2 separate regions of the Macaca mulatta genome follow, and region 2 is linked to region 1. A link is a contact called in public Hi-C data. All regions are on one chromosome and are shown on one strand. The core of a region is the stretch at or near the end of the contact, and the rest is flanking DNA. Distances in the headings are between cores, read along the strand shown. Region 1 holds the start of APOBEC3H (apolipoprotein B mRNA editing enzyme catalytic subunit 3H). Region 2 holds the start of APOBEC3D (apolipoprotein B mRNA editing enzyme catalytic subunit 3D).

What was found. Hi-C and Micro-C count contacts between places; a contact is called where the count stands out from the background.
Region 2: a Hi-C map of fetal cortical plate shows a contact between it and region 1, with 2.0 times the contacts expected there. The contact joins the promoter of APOBEC3D here to the promoter of APOBEC3H in region 1. A contact is called at or near these places in 3 of 14 Hi-C or Micro-C datasets (CD4 T cells, blood and fetal cortical plate).

Annotation. Positions count from the first base shown.
Region 1 is chr10:12,462,074-12,467,560 of T2T-MMU8v2.0, forward strand. It overlaps APOBEC3H (apolipoprotein B mRNA editing enzyme catalytic subunit 3H), which reads right to left and starts at 2,816. Exons shown (of 5, transcript NM_001345935.1): 1 at 2,761-2,816.
Region 2 is chr10:12,538,097-12,543,583 of T2T-MMU8v2.0, forward strand. It overlaps APOBEC3D (apolipoprotein B mRNA editing enzyme catalytic subunit 3D), which reads right to left and starts at 2,865. Exons shown (of 7, transcript NM_001346002.1): 1 at 2,663-2,865; 2 at 1,212-1,368. The coding sequence starts at 2,679. It overlaps LOC144331706 (a long non-coding RNA gene), which reads left to right and starts at 3,359. Exons shown (of 3, transcript XR_013399075.1): 1 at 3,359-3,432. It overlaps APOBEC3C (apolipoprotein B mRNA editing enzyme catalytic subunit 3C), which reads right to left. Exons shown (of 4, transcript NM_001114359.2): 4 at 5,344-5,487.

The sequences.
Region 1 (5,487 bases), core at 1,566-4,065:
GTTCAAGTGATTCTCCTGCCTCAGCCTCCCAAGTAGCTGGGATTAGAGATGCCCACCACCACACCCAGCTAATTTTTGTATTTTTAGTAGATACTGGGTTTTACCATGTTGGCCAGGCTGGTCTCGAACTCCTGAACTCAGGTGATCCACCCACCTTGGTCTCCCAAAGTGTTGGGATTACAGGCGTGAGCCACTGCGGCCAGCCAAACACAACTCTTTCTGTTCACTTGGACCCCTCTCCTTGGTGAGGGAGGGTCTCCCCTTTAGTTGTTGGCCAGGAGGACTGCAGTGGAGGAGGGGGAGGAAGCGCTGGCAAGAGGGCAGGAGGAGGGGAGTGCTTCTTCCCACCTTGTCTGCTACTTCCCATCCTCCCACCTGGGAGGGCACCCGCTGCTGCCCACAGCTGAGGCTCTTTGTATGGGACTGCCCTGACCTCATCACTATTCTGCCTGGGTTGGGTGGGGATCCCCTGCCTGAGAACTGTGGGTGTGCCTTTCTGGCTCCACTGAGCTCAGACCTTCTCTGAGCTGCTCACACGCCTCTCGCCTGAGTCCCAGATCCCTCTTTCCAGCTGCAGTTGGACACCCCCTCCTTGAGGTCCACAGGCCTCTCGACCCCTACATGTCCAATACCAGAACCCTTCTTCTTGGGGAGTGACGGGGTGGAGACTGGAGCTTCCTCTAACACTGTGCTCTTTGCTTAGGTGTGTGTTTCACAATTTTGTCTGCACAAAACACAGAGTTGGGTGAACAGGAAAAGCTGTTGTCACCAAGGGAGTGTTGTGACAGATATTTGGCTGAAGGAGTTACATTGATTTTGCTCTGCTGAATTGTGATTACATTCTACAGAGGATTCAATTTTGGATTTTGCTTTTATTTTATTTCATTTTATTTATTTATTTTTTTGAGACAGAGTCTCACTCTGTCGCCCAGGCTGGAGTGCAATGGTGCAATCTCGGCCCACTGCAACCTCTACCTACCCAGTTCAAGCGATTCTCCCACCTCAACCTCCCAAGTAGCTGGGATTACAGGCACTCTCCTTCATGCCTGGCTAGTTTTTGTATTTTTGTAGAGATGGAGTTTTACCATGTTGGCCAGGCTGGTCTTGAACTCCTTTGACCTCAGGTGATCCACCCACCTCGGCCTCCCAAAGTGCTGGGATTATAGGCGTGAGCCACCATGCCCGGCCAGGATTGTGACCCGTGCTGTCTCCCTGAGGGCCTGAGCGCCCTCTCTTTGGCCTCTCTGATTGGTCATTGCCCTTCTACTTTCTATTCTGCTTTCTGGAAGACTCCTGAGAATTTCAAGCCTCCAAGTCCTGAGAATTTCTGCAGCTTTCCCAAGCAGGAGGACCAGGGAGAGGGGAAGAGAAGATGCTGGCAGGGGCAGCAGGGCCAGGGTGACCTCTCCCAGCTCAGGGCACCAGCCCTGGTCTTTCCAGGGACAGATCCCCCATCCTCGCAGTATTTCTGCCAACTATCCTCCAACCCATTAAAAATAAGAAAAGTGAATAAAATTCTCCACTTCAAAATAAGAGCTCTTACTATTTCAGTTCAGTTAATTCCTGGCATTTTACTATTCATGTTATTTTTTTATTTTATTTTATTTTTTTAGTTTTGGTAGATAAGGAGTCTCCCTATATTGACCAGGCTGCTTTGGAACTCCCGGCCTCTAGTGATGATCCTCCTCTCTCAGCTTCGCAAAGTGTTGGGATTACAGGCATGAGCCATTGTGCCTGGCCAGGCAGGAGAATGGGGTGAACTCGGGAGGCGGAGCTTGCGGTGAGCTGAGATGACTCTCCAGCCTGGGAGACAGACAGAGATTCCGTCTCAAAAAAAAAAAAAAAAAAAAAATTCAGAGTAGCACCTCCATCCCCCAGGCCCAGGCCCTCTTCTAAGTGCTGAGAGAATCTGAACTCATGTGAGGCTGCCCTAGGGCTGCAGGGGCCATTCCCATCTTACAGAGGAGGGGCCAGAGGCGCAGAGAGGCGGGGTAACCCGCCCAGGCCACAGAGCTGGGGACAGATGGAGCTAGGGCCCCTTTCCAGGCCAGCCCTGTCCAGCCTCTGCATCACGGGGCCCTGCAGGAGGGAGCCGTTGGGGACCAGGCTCTCTTCTTACTAAATTTTAAAATAAAAGCATTTCTCCTGATCATTAAGTTTTTCCCTATATTCCATGTTACTGGTGTCATTATAAATGGTGAATGCTGATCGTGGAGGAGGAGCGTGTGTTCGGGGTCATCTGCGTCCTCCTCTGCCCACAGTGGAGACATCCTTGGAAAACAAGATTTACCTTGTGCTTCAGAGACCATTCCCTCCCCACACCTTCTCCTAAGACTCTGTATTGAAACAAAGTAAATCTTACAGAAAGTTCATCAAAGCGCTCTGAACAAAATTCCAGATTGCTCCTGTCATCCTTTAGTTCGGTTCTCCCAGTTCCAGAACCCAGGAATGGCAGGAAGCACACAGAGGGAGCACCCTCCCAAGGTGGGGAGCATCAGCCCAGCCATGACTTTTAGGGGAGAGTCTCAGCAGGGGACCTGGACTGGGGCAGGTAGGGGAGGCAGCCCATTCAGAAGCAGCAGTGGGGCGACCACACAGCAGGGCAAAGAGCCTGGGTGGGAGTGGGGGCGGCAGGGGAGTCAGAGGGGAAGGAGCCCAGGGATGGGATTGGGGCAGCGGGAGGCCAGGGCTGAGGCCCAGAAGGGCTGCCAGGCAGGAAGGGGCAGCAGAGGACCCAGTGGACAGAGGGGGCAGCGGTACCTGATCTGTGCTTCTGGCCACAGCTTCCTTAGCAGGCTTGCCCCTGCTTGTCTGGGGCACTAAGTTTCACTTTTGTTTCCAGGCAGCTCTCCCAAAAGTCACCTCTCAGGGCTTGATGAGGGTGGCTCCACCCTCTCCCTTTTTTGGGGACTGGAGTGGGAGGGCCCTGGGTGCTTCAGATCCCTCAGGCTCCTTCCTTTATCTATGTTCCTCAGGCTTGGCAGGGGAAGTCTGAGGGAGATGCCTCACCTCCCATCCTCCCATCCCCAATTCCCTCCCCAGGTACAGCCAGACTCAATTCCCTCCCCAGGTACAGTTTACAAAGGAGCAAAGGCTGGATGCAGTGGCTCACACCTGTAATCCCAACATTTGGGCGGCTGAGGTGGGCAAATCACGAGGTAAGGAGATGAAGACCATCCTGGCCAACATGGTGAAACCCCGTCTCTACTAAAATACAAAAAATTAGCCAGGCGTGGTGGTGGGCGCCTGTAGTTCCAGCTACTTGGGAGGCTGAGGCAGGGAAATCACTTGAACCTGGGAGGCAGAGGTTGCAGTGAGTCGAGATCGCACCACTGCACTCCAGCCTGGTGACAGAACCAGACACTGAAAAAAAAGAGAGAGAGAAAGGAAGGAAGGAGGGAGGGAGGGAGGGAGGGAGGGAGAGAGGGAGAAAAGGAAGGGAGGAAGGGAGGGAGGGAGGGAGGGAGGGATGAAGGAAGGAAGGAAGGAAGGAAGGAAGGAAGGAAGGAAGGAAGGAAGGAAGGAAGGAATTGATGACTGGTCATGGTGCCTGTTATCCCAGCACTTTGGGAGTGCTGGGAGTGAGGCAGGTGGATCACCCGAAGTCAGGAGTTCGAGACCAACCTGGCCAACTGCACTCCAGCCTGGGCAATAGGAGCGAGACTCCGTCTCAAAAAATGAAGTATAATAAACGAAAGGAATAGAAGCCACAGAGAGGAACAGGGATCCAGACCAGGACTGAGACCACAGGCCAGATGTCATTCCCCTGGTGGGCAGGGCAGGCTGCAGCCCCCTCCCCACCACCCCACTGACCTTTGTCATTCAGCCTCCTGGCAGGACCCTGAGCCTGATGTGAAATGAGCACTGGGGTCAGGGCTCAGGACTGCATCTCCAGCGGATCCAGTGCCCATTACCTTGCCCAGTCCCCAGATAGTACTGGGAGGGGAGAACCGTGATCCTGACAGTCAGAGGAGGTCCCAAGCACAGAGAGGCTAAGATACTGTCCCCAGGTCACACAGCAAATCAACAGCAGAGCTGGAGGGCTGGCCAGGGCTTCCTGTGTCCCTCCTCCCCCACAGCTACCTGCTTTGAGGTTCTTCATTGCTCCATGGAAAGAGGAGGAGAGGAGACACGAGGAAGGGGACTTACTGCTCCTAAAGGGCCTCCCAGGTTAGAGATGAAGGACCTGGACTTCACATTTGCATTCTGGAACCCGTGTTCTCATCTTCATGCATATCAACCAACACCCTTCAGATCATAAACACCAAAGAGCCAGGCCAGGTGCCGTGGCTCATGCCTATAATCCCAGCATTTCAGGAGGCTGAGGCAGGCTGATGACCTGAGGTCAGGAGTTCGAGACCAGCCTGGGCAACATGGCGAAACCTTGTCTCTACTAAAAATACAAAAATTAGCCAGGCGTGGTGGCGGACACCTGTAATCCTAGCTACTCGGGAGTCTGAAGTAGGGGAATCATCTGAACCTAGGAGGCAGAGGTTGCAGCGAGCCAAGACTGTGCCACTTCACTCCAGCCTGGGTGGCAAGATCAAAACTCCATCTAAAAAAAAGAAAAAGAAAAGAGAAAGAAAAACTAAAGAGCCCCAAGGAAAGTTGAATCCCAAGGGCGAGGACTAGGGGCAGTCACTGCAGAGTCTAGGTTCCACACCAAGGAGTCCCACTGAATCTTGCCCAGCTTGTCCCTCCATGTCCTCCCGCCCTGCACACCCCGACAGCCCCCTAGACCCTGCATGGCCCCTGGGGTCACAGGAGCTTGGGTGGGAATTTAGAAGGTTCCTGGGAATGGCATCCCCTCCACCCTATCTGTCCTAATGTTGGGGCTACAGTCCATGGAGGATTCCAGAATAAGCGGGGTCCTGCCAGAAGCGACATCAGATCTGCACTCTGTAGTGCTGGTTAATCAGAGAGCTGAGTCTCCCAGGCTGAGAAGCAGGGAGGATGGAAAGAAAGGCGGAACCCTTTCCTTAGTCCTTCCCACAGGCAGCATTCCCACTGTTCCTCCAGTGAATCCCTGCAGCAGAGACCCTGTGGTGTCTAGGACGGGCCTCTGCTTAGGTGTTGTCTCCAGGAGGAGGGGAGGTTTGGCCTGGCCACTGTGGCCCGTGTTCGTTGCTGGAAAAGGGGACCCGATCCGGACTCCAAGAATGGGTTCTTGGATCTCTCACAGGAAAGAACTCAAGGTGAGCCACAGGGTGCGGTGAAGTTATGATCGTTCATTAGAAGCTCCCATACTACGGACTAGGGAGGCCTCAGAAGGCAGAAGGAAGAACGTCCCGTCTTTGTTTCAAGCTTCTTTTTTTTTTTTTTTTTTTTTGAGACGGAGTCTTGCTCTGTCACCCAGGATGTGGTGCAATGGCGTGATCTCAGCTCACTTCAACCTCCGCCTCCCAGGTTTAAGAAATTCTCCTGCTTGGCCGGGCGCGGTGGCTCACGCCTGTAATCCCAGCACTTTGGGAGGCCGAGGCGGGCGGA
Region 2 (5,487 bases), core at 1,615-4,114, 76 kb after region 1:
CACTATCTCACAAATAATTTTATGTTAATCAATGTTGAAGTAATATGTTAGCTACATGGGATTAAATTAAATATTAAAATTACTTTTACCAGTTTTTGTCGCCTTTTTAGCGTGTGGGGACTGGAAACACTTGTGCTTCACTCCTGAGTCCTGGGTGTTTCCGTGGCCAGCACCGCTGTAGGTCAGGCCTGCCCAGCACACAGACGGCTCCCTCCCCAAACACACTGAAAAGTTTCCTGCCTGGGCGGAGGGGGCCGTAGGGATGGGTGGGACAAGGCGGGGAGCTTAGTGTCCTGAGTCGGGGTGGCAGGGTGAGGAGTGAGGGTTCACCATCCTGTGATGATGCATCTTTGCCATGGAGGAATCAGGGCAGTGGCTGGGGCAGTCAAGCAGGAAGGTCTGGGCTACAGACTTAAGATATGTGGGAAGTGGAGGCCCGGCACAGTGGCTCATATCTGTGTTCCCAGCACTTTGGGAGGCCGAGGTGAGCGGATCACCTGAGGTCAGGAGTTCAAGGCCAGCCTGGCCAACATGGTGAAATCCCGTCTCTATTAAAAATACAAAAAATTAGCTGGGCATGGTGGCAGGCACCTGTAATCCCAGCTATTCAGGCAGCTGAGGCAGGATAATCGCTTGAACCCAGGAGGCGGAAGTTGAATGAGCCAAGATTGAGCCATTGCACTCTAGCCTGGACAACAAGAGCAAAACTCTGTCTCAAAAAAAAAAAAGAAAAAAAAAAAAGAAAGAAATAAAAGAAATAAAGAAATGTGGAATGTGGCCAGGCACACTGGCTCACGCCTGTAATCCCAGAACTTTGGGAGGCCAAGGCAGGTGAATCACCTGAGATCAGGCATTCGAGACCAGCCTGCTCAACATGGTGAAAACCCATTTCTACTGAAAATAGTAAAATTAGCCTGGCGTGGTGGCAGGTGCCTGTAGTCCCAGCTACTCAGGACGCTGAGGCAGGAGAATCGCTTGAACCCAGGAGACAGAGGTTGCAGTGAGCCGAGATCGCACCACTGCACTTCAGCCTGGGCGACAGATGGAGACTCTGTCTCAAAATAAATAAATAAATAAGAAAGAAAGAAAAAAAATAAATGTGGGAAAAAATATACAATTGAGAGCCCGCCACCGGGCATTTTACTTACGCGTTTTCTGCATTCCCAGTTGCTTAGTTCGTACCTACGATTCGACTGAAGTTTGGGTCGTACCTGGCCTCGAAAGACCCCTGTGTCCCAAGGGAGCTTTGAGGGGTCCTTCCTTATTTTCACTTCGTAGCACAGCCAGGTGTAGCTCCGACCATAGAGGATGGGTTCATTTTCAAAGTTGTAGTTGAATGCGTGTCGATCCATCCCCTCCATCGGATTTCTGAAGGCAAAAGAGAGAAATCTGCCATGCAGAGAGCCCTCCCTGGAGTCCTCGGGGCTCATGTCCACTGAACACAGCTCCTGGGATGGCCCTGGGCCTCCCCCACTCCTCCACAGCCCTGAGAATTTGTGCTGTCTTCCCAGGCAGGAAGACTGAGGGGAGAGGAAGAGGCGGGGACGCTGGCAGGGGCGCCAGGGCCGGGGCGATCTCTCCCAACTCAGGCCCAACTCTGGCCTTTCCAGGGGTACATTCCCCACCTTCTCAGTATTTCTGCCAACCCACTGCCCAACTCATTAAGAAAATGCAAAAGATAATAAAACTCTTCACCCTTAAAAAATGGCTTTTAACCTTTCAGCTCAATACCTTCCTGATGCTTCACTTTGCATGTTAACATTATTTTAAAATCATGGTTGAACCGATTTCTGAGGCCCAGGCCACTCTTCTAAGTGCTGCGTGGGTATGAGCTCATGTGAGGCTGCCCTAGGCCTGCCGGGGCCATTCCCATCTTACAGAGGAGGGGCCAGAGGTGCAGAGAGGCGGGGTAACCTGCCCAGGCCACAGAGCTGGGACAGATGGAGCTGGGGCCCCTTTCCAGGCCAGCCCTGTCCAGTCTCTGCATCACAGGGCCCTGCAGGAGAAAGCTGTTGGGGACTGGGCTCTCTTTTCACTAAATTTTAAAATCAGAACATTTCTCCTGATCATTGCGTTCTTTCTCACATTCCATGTTACTGGTCATGTTCTAAAAGATGAAGAGTGACCTTGGAGTGGAACCTGTCTGGGGTCATCTGCTGACTGTGGAGTCATCCTTGGATGATATGATTTATCCTGTGCTTCAGAAATCATTCCCTCCCCACACCCTCTCCTAAGACTTTGTATTTAAACAAAGTAAATCTTACAGAAAGTCCAACAAAGCGCTGTAAACAAAATACCTGATTGCCCCAATCATCCTTTAGTTCAATTCTCCCAGTTCCTGAGCTCAGGAATGGCGAGAAGCACACAGAGGGAGCACCCTCTCAGGGCGGGGAGCACCAACCTGGCCATGACTTTCAGTGGACAGTCTCAGCAGGGGGCCTGGGCTGTGGCAGGTGGGGAAGGTTGCCCATTCAGAAACAGCAGTGGGGCAACCACACAGCAGGGCAAGTAGCGTGGCTGGGAGTGGGGATAGCAGGGAAGCCAGAGGGAAGGAAGTCTGGGGTTGGGGCTGGGGCAGAGGGAGGCCAGGGCTGAGGCCCAGCAGGACCACCAGACAGGAAGGGGCCGGAGAGACCCGGGCGGACTGAGTGGGCAGCGGTACCTGATCTGTGGATTCATGTTCAGCCTCTTAGATACGCTTGTCCCAGTCCCGCTCTTTTTTTTGAAGCGCTGTGGTTTCACTTCCTGCTTACAGCGCCCTTGCAGTTGGGCAGCCCTCCTTAAAATGACCTCCCAGCCAGGCACGGTGGCTCACGCCTGTAATCCCAGCACTTTGGGAGGCTGAGGCAGGCGGATCACGAGGTCAGGAGTTCCAGACCAGCCTGACCAAAATGCAGAAACCCCGTCTCTACTAAAAATACAAAAATTAGCCGGGTGTGGTGGTGGGCACCTGCAATCCCAGCTACTCGGGAGGCTCGCTTGAACCCGGGAGGCGGAGGTTGCAGTGAGTCGAGATCGTGCCACTGTACTCCAGCCTCGGTGAGAGAGGGAGACTCTGTCTCAAAAAAAAGTGACCTCCCAAGGCCTTGTGAGTCTTGGCCCCTCCCCCTTCCTGTTCTGGCGCTGGTGTGGGAGGCCATGGGATGCTTATCTTACTCAGTCTTTCACCCTGTTTCTGGTTTTCTCTGGGGCCCTCCCCTGTGTAGAGGGACCTGTGACAAAGACAGGCTGCTCCTTGAGGCAGGACCCAAGGCCATTGCAAAGTGAAAGAGAAAGTCATTGCAGCCAGAGGCCTGGAGGTGGGTCCACACCAGGCTGAGCCAGCAGAGCAGAGGCCCCTCCCCTGGTGGTCCCGCCCAGCTGGAGCCTCCTCTCCACCATCAAGACAGACAGGCTGATGCCTCTGCAGGGACTCCCAGATCCTGCCCTCAGGTATCAACCCAGAGACACCCCCCACCCAGCAGCCATGGGGACAGGGAGGGAGAGTGAAGGGCATGGCGTCTACCTCCCCCCAGGCCTTCACACTAGGAGGCCACCATGGGAGTGGGGGACAGCAGGTGGGTGTGGGCCTCAGATGTCCCACCAAGATGTCATGTGCGCCCCCAAACTGAGCTCTTTCCTTCCTGCTTCTCCTCCTTCCCCATCTCCGGCCCGGAGTTGCTCCCTGGTAGAATGAACTTTTGCCCTCTCTTGTCCCCATGTCATGGAAGGGCAGCGGCTGGTGTCCCACGCCAGCCTGTCTGGGGACTCCCTGTGGGTCTCACAGCTCCCTTCCCCTGGTAGCGTGCTCCCATGGTGCAGAGACCTAAAAATTATACAAGGTATACATTTACAAAGAACACTTTATTTCTTGATAAGGGTGATAGCCTGCAAGGTGGCCATCCTACAGCCTGGGAAAAGCAGCCTCTGGGAAACACCAGAGACAGACATTTAGAAGCAGGAGGGGTTGGGGCAGGAGCTTTATGCTGAAGAGGTTGGCTAAACATACATATTCAACAGGCTACAGGAGGAGCTATGAATATTCATGTAGGTGGTTGCAGTCCAGGCTTATCAAACAAATATGCATGTAACATATGATCCCAGGCGGGCAGTGGCTCACACCTGTAATCCCAGCACTTGGGGAGGCCAAGACAGGCAGATCACCTGCGGTCAGGAGTTCGAGAGCAAGCATGGCCAACATGGTGAGATCCCTTCTCTACTAAAACTACAAAATTAATCAGGTGTGGTGACGCATGCCTTTAGTCCCAGGTACTTGGGAGGCTGAAGCAGAAGAATCGCTTGAACTCGGGAGGCAGAGGTTGCAGTGAGCCGAGATCGTGCCATTGCACTCCAGCCTGGACAACAAGAGCAAAACTCTGTCTCAAAGAAAAAAAAAAAAAGGTTGATATTTGATATTTGGAGGCAGAGAGACCCCAGAGGTGCAGGTGCATAGAGGAAAAGCCACAGAGGACACGGCTGGGAGACTCCCTGCCAGCCAGGAGAATTGACCTCAGAGAAAACAACTCCACCCAACCCTCGAACTTGGACCTGCAGCCTCCAGATCTGCGAGAAAATAAATGCCCGCCGTGTGGACACCTGGCCCGGGGCATCTTCTATGGAGGCCACGGCATGAAGGGGTCATTTTTATAGAGTCTCATTCTCTAATAACTTACATCTGCCTTGAAAATGTCAAGTCAAATTTAAAGTGTGGAGAAGAGCCTCTAAATTTCATATTTCATTAGCAAAGAAAGAATTGTAATTTGGGACATACACGCAGTCCGGATGGTGTTCACCATGTCGGGAGAACAAAGAGATGGCAATTATAGGAGGAGAAATGTTCTCTTGCCCTTTGGGAAAGCCCGTGGGCACTAGGAAGGGTTGGGAGCTGGGAGGTTCCATTGCTGAGTTGCTGCTTTTGGAGCAAGGAGTCCAAGACTTACAGCCATTTATCGCAGAAGCTATGGATAAAGCTGGTTTCAGGGTACAATGCACAGTTTCAGGAGTCAGGCTTGCACAGAAGTCCATTTCGGGAGCAATGGCGTGTGGCCTGATTGCTTTTCCTCCCTGGCCCCTGGCCTCTGTTTTAGCCGGGTATGACATGAATGACCCAATTCGTAGGATGAAATTTACAAAGGATGTTTCTCAAAACTTCTGGTATTCAATTTACATATATTCACACCCATTTAGGTTGAGTTTATTTATTGATTTATTTTCAGGCAGGGTCTCGATCTACTCTGCCCAGACCGGAGTTCAGTGGTGCGATCTCTGTTCACTCCAGCCTCCACCTCCAGGGCTCAAGTAATCCTCCCACTTCAGCCTTCCAAGTAGCTTGGACTACAGGTGCATGCCACCACATCTAGCTTTTTTTTTTTTTTTTTTTTGGTAGAGATGGGGCTTTGTCATGTGACCCAGGCTGGTCTTGAACTCCTGGGCTCAAGCGATTCTCCCACCTTTGCCTCCTAAAGTGCTGGGGGATTACAGGCGTGAGTCACCATGCCCAGCCTAGGT